2 separate regions of the Mus musculus genome follow, and region 1 is linked to region 2. A link is a contact called in public HiChIP or PLAC-seq data. All regions are on one chromosome and are shown on one strand. Each heading gives the region's core, a stretch centred on a gene start, on an enhancer-like site or on the middle of the called end of the contact. The rest is flanking DNA. Distances are from core to core; before and after follow the strand shown.

Region 1 (3,767 bases), core at 165-2,664, 810 kb after region 2:
TTGTCATCATACATATTATTCACTGGCAGCCATGGCTTCACCTTCCTTTTGTGAGATTTGGACATTCATGCAGCATCTAAAAGCTAAAATATTTTGAGCTACCTCTTTGCATGACCTCTGACCAATAAATTCATCAGAAAATATCATCACCTTCTTTGTCAATAAAACAAGGTCCGTGCTGCTATTTGGATATTTCTAGCTTTTATGAAGACCACAGAAGAGCTAATGCTTGATATAAGAATCCAAACCTCAACAGAGTTGGATAACATGGAGCTGATCATTGAAATCAATATGTCCACTCATAGACTTGGTCTCCAGTTAGCAAAGCATTAGCTTGTCTAAGACCCTAGGGTATGCTAGATATATATTTTGAATAGTTGCGCCTTAAAATTTCAAGTTGAGTTAGATATCGTGTTTACATTTTTCTGCTTTTAATGGGTCTTGGGAAGAAAATGTGCTTGAGCCAAATCTCTTGATTTCTATGACATTAATAATCATCTCTACAGATCCTCCCTTTTGTCCCATTACTCTTTTCTCATCTGCTAAGAAATAGCTTCCAGGGTGTGGATAAGAGACTATTGTTTGGCCGGTGTTCTCAGCTGTGCAATGGTGCCAATCAAGCTCAAGTTATTTTACAGTTTCTGTTTGTTTGCCTTGATTGAGGTCGTTTAGAAAGGATTCAGTTGATAGCCTAAGCTATTCTGGAACCCGCTGTGTATCCCAGGTTATCCCCATACTTATGACAATGCCATTCCTTCTGCCTCAGCTCCCTTAGTGCTGAAATTATATGCATGAGCCAATACCTAGCTCTTAAGTCATTTAAATCATTATATATAGGAACGAAATTCAAAACAAGTATAAAAGCTAAGATTCAAATAAGTCCTCAGATATTAATCTATGGAATAGATTACAGCACCAATGAGAGAAAACATGTGCCTTACTGGTAAAATTTAAGGTATATAATATATAGGAAACATCAAACTTACGTATGCCATAGCTTAATGATAAAGTAGTTTTAAGCAGACCCACAGAAATCATAAATAGACCAGGAATATTCAACCAAATACTGAGTCCAGACCAAGTATTTAATTCTCAAGACTCCCTCAATTTCAAAGCTTAAGAGGCTAGGAGTATAGATATGTATCAGATAATGTAATCTGCGGTTTTAGATCCTGGAAAACTAAAATGAGAAAATCTTAATAAAGCTCCCAGCTAATGCTTGTTTTCAGAGTTCTGCCAGTATCTACAAAATTAAAAAAAAAAAAAATCGAAGGTCACTTTCTGTGCCTGGTCCTGAATTCTCCCTCTTCCTTCTCTTGTCATTTACTCTTCCAAATGGAAATGGACAGAGCCACTGGAAAGTCTGTACAGAAGCTCACCAAGAGGAAGTGAGTCACTTGGTGAACATGTGTCAAGAAAGGAAGCCTGAGTGGGTCCAGATGGCAGGGTGCCACACAAGCCTAGCACAACTCTTCATCTTGGGCAAAGCAAAGCAAGAACAGGCAATGTTTGTAATGGCGTGCTAACATCAGTCGGCAGACACAGTCTCCATGGCACCAAAGCACATCATACAAACAAAGGAGAGCCACGGGGAAGCCAGGGCTGCACCAGCTCTCTAAGTTTTAAAGTAAAGGATCAGGATGCTAACTGACAAGGAATGATCATAGACATTTGACATGTCTGTTTAGCATCCCCATGCTGAATGGATGCCTTCATATCCCTTTAGCTACAATAAACAAAGCAGACACTCAGTGTGAAGCCTATCTGACTGGCCACCTCCATTGGTGGCAGTGGAGTCCCAGTAGAATAAGGGCTGGCTTGGACATGCTATTTACCTAAGTTTTTCCCACATCCATCACTTATTAGCTGTTCATCTCTGGGTAAGTTATTTCACATCCGTTCGGTATGGCATGCTGTGTAAATAAAGAGAAGAATGTCCTATTTATTAAAAGGATTCATGGTGACTAGATCTAGAGCAGAGACAAATTATGTACTAATATGTACCTACTAGTAAAAGCAAGGTTTCTTTATGCCTTCCTTAGCAATTATCTTATATTGCTTTCATCAAGTTCCATACTAGTCACTATAAGTAGTTTGTTGCTACTATGAAAATAAAATGAATTTACATTTTTCAGCCACATTTTCCAGACACACTCATTTGCATGCTCTCCTCCAACCACTGAATGTCATCTTGCAGGATTTTCATAAGGTATGAATATTTATTGTTATTTAAATGCAATCCTGTGCGAGATAAAATTGCAGCCTCAGACCTAATTCAGTCTGTCCTTCCTGCCTGTGCATAATATGCATATGAGATGATGTAATGAAAGACCTAGGTATCTCTGTCACTGTCCCTTCCACACACTTAAACCTCATGCTCTTACCTGACAATAACCAGCAGACAGGCAGGGAACAGGGCCAGGGGTCCTTGGGCAACAGAAATCCACTGCTGTACCATGGGAGACACTGATATGCCCCTATCCGAGGCAGACCTGCTGTGAAATGACATCGGTGCTGTCACTGGCATGAACACAGGTAGGAGATGCTCTATAGATTCCCCTCACAATTCTCTGCAGTGATAGCAGGGAATGGCGCCATCTGAACCCTCCAGTCTCCCACAACTCTAGCCCTTAATAGTTCACCTGAGACCATGCCCTGGGGTTCCGTGGCAGGGCACCTTAAAGCTACCTTTGGAGAGTTCCACTGTGCTAGGAAAAGGTATTCACTCTTGCTACACCCACATGACCAGGATTGCTTGTCAGTTCCTCATCTTCTATGGCCTGCATCTGCCTTGTGTAGAAAGCCGGCGGCAGGCAGGCAGGCAAGCAGCTGTGTTGGTGAATGGGAATTCCAGTGTGGCTCAGAATGCTAGGTTTCCCTATTGACTCTCCATCCTTTCCAAGGTTTATACTCTCCATATTTACCCTGGCTGCTGTTTAGCAAAGACCTTAATGCTGCAATCTCTGTTGGGGTTGGTATGACTCAGGGATGCCCTCCCTGAAGACTAAGAACTCCTTCCTCCCCTCCTCAGACAGGCCCCAGGCACAGGACTGTTATTTTCCTGGTCTGGTTCTGAGGATGTCTGGCCACAATGATTCATGGTGTTTTTTTAATATGTGGCTGGAAGCTATTGTTAGTTCTCAGATACAGACACCTACAATACACACAGTAAGGGAAAAATCCTCACCCATGTTTGATTATACCATTGTAGTACATAGAATGAGAAGAAAAATCCCCTTAAACTTTAGAGTTGAATAAATGTCAAAGGTACAGATATTTGTCTGTATGTGGTTTTATTTTCCTTCCACGGTACATGTCATATCGGAAGGAACGTCAACCATGGAGCTGGCTTTCTTCAAAAGCTCACTTTTGAAGGATTAAGGAAGTGTGTTCTACTCTTCCTGCTGTCATCTCTTCTTTCTGATGCTTGATGAACAGTGCTTGTCGTGAGTTCAAGGCCACCCATGGGAAGCTGGGGAAGAATCATATAAAGCGTGTCAAGTTCATTCAGGCTGCCTGAGGTCCAGTCCATCTTAGCTGATAGTTCTTGGGTCCTATTAATCCCCAAGCTCTGTCTCTTGGCTGAATTGCAGCTGGCTGTGAGACATGTAACAGTGCTTCTGTCGCCTGGGATCAGCTGCCTCTCCCTGATGACTAAGCCCTTCCCTGGCATGTAGGCAGCTAGCGACTTCATATTCTCCATCATATCCTCTAACCTCAATCGCCTCTGAGACAAGTTGACCTCATCTCTACCGTGAAGAGCCACA
Region 2 (3,608 bases), core at 1,014-3,513:
TGCATAACCAGAGCGAGTGCCTTGGTGGAGCCCCCTGTATATTCCCGAAGCTTGGCTGAGAGATTAGAGTCCTAAGGCAGTGCTGGATTTATGACCTTTCTTTTGTTGGTTTTAATCATGAAATGTTTAACTCAAGCATGCATGCATGCCAGCAAGATGGAGTTCCTGGAGAAACACAGCTTTTTTTTAGAACTTATGACTAACATTCCCAGTATCATAAAGAATGTGAGGATGGATTCTTTTCAGTATAAATAGGAGAATGATAGCTTGGGAAGAGGGACAAGTGCCTATTCCTATGGGATGCAAAGGACAGCAGGATGGAACTGACACTGCACACATTCTGTGAACAAGGAGCTTAGACCTGTGAGGTATCTACACCAGGCTGGGTTAGCCTAGCCTTAGTTATGAACCTTTGTAGTTCACAGTAACATACTTTACCTGTTTTCTTTATTTTTGACTTAGTTTTACCAGATTGTATTATAAGAAATTAATGAATAGTAGAAATGTGTCACTTGCCATTTGGTAAGTCTGTGAAGCCATTGGTTAAAAGGCCTGGAAATTCAGTATCTGTATTAGGCTTGGCTTTCTCCTTCATCCTTTGGACTTGGTAGAAGGGACAGACAGCTCTCCACCTGTTTTAGAAGGTCTGGAATTCCTGAGGACTTAGTCATATATCATGTTTCAAAGACCGTACCTCAGACTTTATTGCACAAGATAGTCTTCAGACATATTTTAATGGGAGGGCATTGCCCAAACTTTGTCAGTCAGATTCACATGCAAAATGCAATATGTTATTATTTCATGCTGAGTCTTGATGTCCAGCCCACAGTGACCTTGAGCTGTGTTGATCATACCAGCCTTCAATAGTCAGCAGTTCTCCTGCTTCAACCTTTCTAATTCTAGGATTTGAGTTTGAGCCATCCAAGGCCAATGTGTTTGTTATTTTGATATTTTTTGAGCAATGGTTCCCACTTCCTCACTCTGTAGAACAGATTGGTAGCTTGCCATGAAGCCTAGGCTGGCTTTGTCCTCTGGTGCGTTCTATCTCAGACTACTCCGGGTTGGGGTTACAGGTGTGAACCACAACACACGCATGCCCTTCTTTTCTACTTAAGATTGCACAGGCAATCATAAGGCAGCATCCCTCCTGCCTTAGTCATGGGAAGAGCTTTAGGGGCCATGATTATGATGTTCTTGAAGCAATCAGAAAAAAGCCACAAACCAAGTTAATTACGCAGGGTCACAGTTACAAAGAGAGGTCAAAGAAATGGTGCTAGGGAGTCAGAGGCAGGTGGAGTTTAAGGCCAGCCTGATCTACAGAGCAAGTTCCAGGACAGCCAGGACTACACAGAAAAACTGTCTTGAGAAACAAACAAACAAACAAACAAAAGAATAAACAATCCCTTGTTATTGGCAGTGAATATTAATGGGCCTTCTTTACCATGAATAATGTGAGATTCTCACAAAGAAATCATTTCTGCCCAAAAACCACACCACCTTCTCAGCAAATGGTCAACACAACACACATCTTTTCAGACCAATTTTAAGCCTTGATTTTTTTTGAAGGAAAGTTCCATCTCTCCTATTGCTCAGTAAACATCAGTTTTGTAGAATGTCATGTGTGTGTCCAGGGCTGAGTGTATTGGGGCTGCCTGTGGTTTTCCTGGACTTCTAGTGCCTATGAGTCTGGGGTGAGGTGGGGGGGGGAGGGCACTTCCTGATTTCTCTTCCTTTCAGTTGCTAAATACAGTCACTTGCTGTTCAGAAATCACCATGGCTACTGCAGCAGTTTCGGTATTTTTATCTTTGTTTTATTTGCAGAGCCAGGGTGGAGCTCTGGTCCTTTTGTGTGTACACAACAGGCCTTGAGTCACACCCTTGTCCACTTCAGCTGTTAATTTATGCTTAATGTTTTATGCATGAATTTTCTTAATTTTTATTTGTTTACATGAAATATCTAGTAACATTCTAAATAAAACTTGCTTTGTTCAAATTTGAATAAAAGTTGCTGACTTTATGTTGAAAATGGTTCCTGGAAGGGGATGAAGGAATTCACAGCCGAGGGTACTCTCCTTTACAGTCCAGTCTAGACAGCTGTGTACCCAGGCACAAGACAGCCTTGATCTACAGAGTAGCTTCTGTAAACTGACAATCCTGTTAATTCGTAGCTTAGGAGAGTAACTGAGCATGTGAATCAGTGTGTGCAAGCATCTCCTGTGCCTCTAGCTGTGCATGATGCATTTACAGAGACTGACTGAGAGCAGATGATCCTCCAACAAGCCCCAGACCAATGATGTCTACAGCTAACTCTGCAAGATTTAGACGGCTAAGTAGTTCTTTTAACAATCCTTTAGTGATTCTCTATATGTTTCTAAACAATGTATCTGGTAAACAGGCATTAGACTTGATGAGATGAGTTTGTTGCTTTCATTAATATTTAGGGAATCAGGATCCCTTAATCCCGGTATTTCTTTGAAGTTTGTAGTTAAAATATTACAATCGTCTAATCTCCCTTGTTTTCTGCCAAGGTTTTGGCTAAGCGAGCTTGTTTTGATTCACTCTAATGAAAAGGGATTAATTATTAATGCAGCAGAGCTAACCTTTAATAGGTTTGTGGTGTTTACTGTCTCAGTGAATCAGCACTCAGCTTTTTTTTTTTTTAAATTGGCCTCATTCGCTTTTTCTGTTTCACTCTTCTTTCCTGCTTACTCTGCCTTGCTCAGAGTTCAGTCTCATGCTTGTTCAAAGACACTTATGTGCCATATACATAGAGAGATACAAACATTGTGTATATTTGTGGTGTCTGTACATTTTCCTGTGTGTGCAAATGCACTAGGATATCCAAAGTTGAGGTTGTCATTCCTAGTCCCGGTGTACCTTCCTTATGAATGGATATATGCATGTATATATGCATGTATGTATGTATGTATGTATGTATGTATGTATGTGTGCTAGTCTATATGTATATATTATATATTTATTGGATAGATGTTCTCTCATGTAACCTGGAGTCTATTCATTTGAATAGACTGGCTGACCAGTGAACTCCAGGACCAAGCAGCTCACACCCCAGATTACAGTCTCAAATTGCACAGTTCATGGATTCTATGCTGTGTTGAGTGTTTTCTCTCAGGTGCTCTTTTCCTGCATGATCAGCAGTTTGACTTATCTCTCTCCTTAGAACAAGAATGCATTTGTTAATCACTTTGAGGATCATGTAGGTATTTTTTTAATAAACAGAATTTACTATTGTAAACAACTGTGAGGGTCACTAAAGTTACTTTTTTATTGATTGTTACATATAAATGTATTTCATTTTAAAGGGCAAGGCAGCTCAGTGGGTAAGCGTGTTTACTGTGAAGTCTGAGGACATGAGTTAAGTCCCTGGAATCCACATGGTTGAAGGAGAGAGCAACTCCTACAAGTTGTCCTCTACATACAAAATTGTCAAAAAAAAAAAAAAACCCAAAAAACTAACAAGGACAATACCAAGGGACATACCAAAGTGGATGTGTAAAGACCCCAAGGCTGCAATCTTACAGAAAATAAATAAATAAATGAATAAATAAATAAATAAATAAAGGCAATGGAAGAAAGCTGACTTTAGC

Evidence for each region. HiChIP or PLAC-seq counts read pairs in DNA pulled down with a chosen protein or histone mark.
Region 1: a FOXA1 HiChIP or PLAC-seq map of pancreatic cancer cells shows a contact between it and region 2. The contact joins two enhancer-like sites. A contact is called at or near these places in 17 of 39 promoter capture datasets (the 3T3-L1 cell line, 3T3-L1-derived adipocytes, the HPC-7 cell line and 11 more), 2 of 484 Hi-C or Micro-C datasets (CD4 T cells and cortical neurons), 5 of 115 datasets of contacts at active chromatin or transcription factors (astrocytes, embryonic stem cells and pancreatic cancer cells) and 2 of 9 other capture datasets (liver and macrophages).

What each region holds. Positions count from the first base shown.
Region 1 is chr3:81,914,732-81,918,498 of GRCm38.p6, forward strand. It overlaps LOC102640985 (a long non-coding RNA gene), which reads right to left. Exons shown (of 3, transcript XR_375741.2): 2 at 2,385-3,472; 3 at 1,858-1,913. Among named protein-coding and RNA genes, the nearest start is that of Ctso, 16 kb to the right of the region's middle. Within about 2 kb of position 1,415, at least 56 of the 459 cell types and tissues checked have an H3K27ac peak or open chromatin away from gene starts, as enhancers often do. A contact at or near this core is called in cortical neurons and pancreatic cancer cells, where this site is marked.
Region 2 is chr3:81,100,603-81,104,210 of GRCm38.p6, forward strand. The region is part of intron 1 of Pdgfc (platelet-derived growth factor, C polypeptide); the gene reads left to right. Among named protein-coding and RNA genes, the nearest start is that of Pdgfc, 66 kb to the left of the region's middle. Within about 2 kb of position 2,264, at least 141 of the 459 cell types and tissues checked have an H3K27ac peak or open chromatin away from gene starts, as enhancers often do. A contact at or near this core is called in cortical neurons and pancreatic cancer cells, where this site is marked.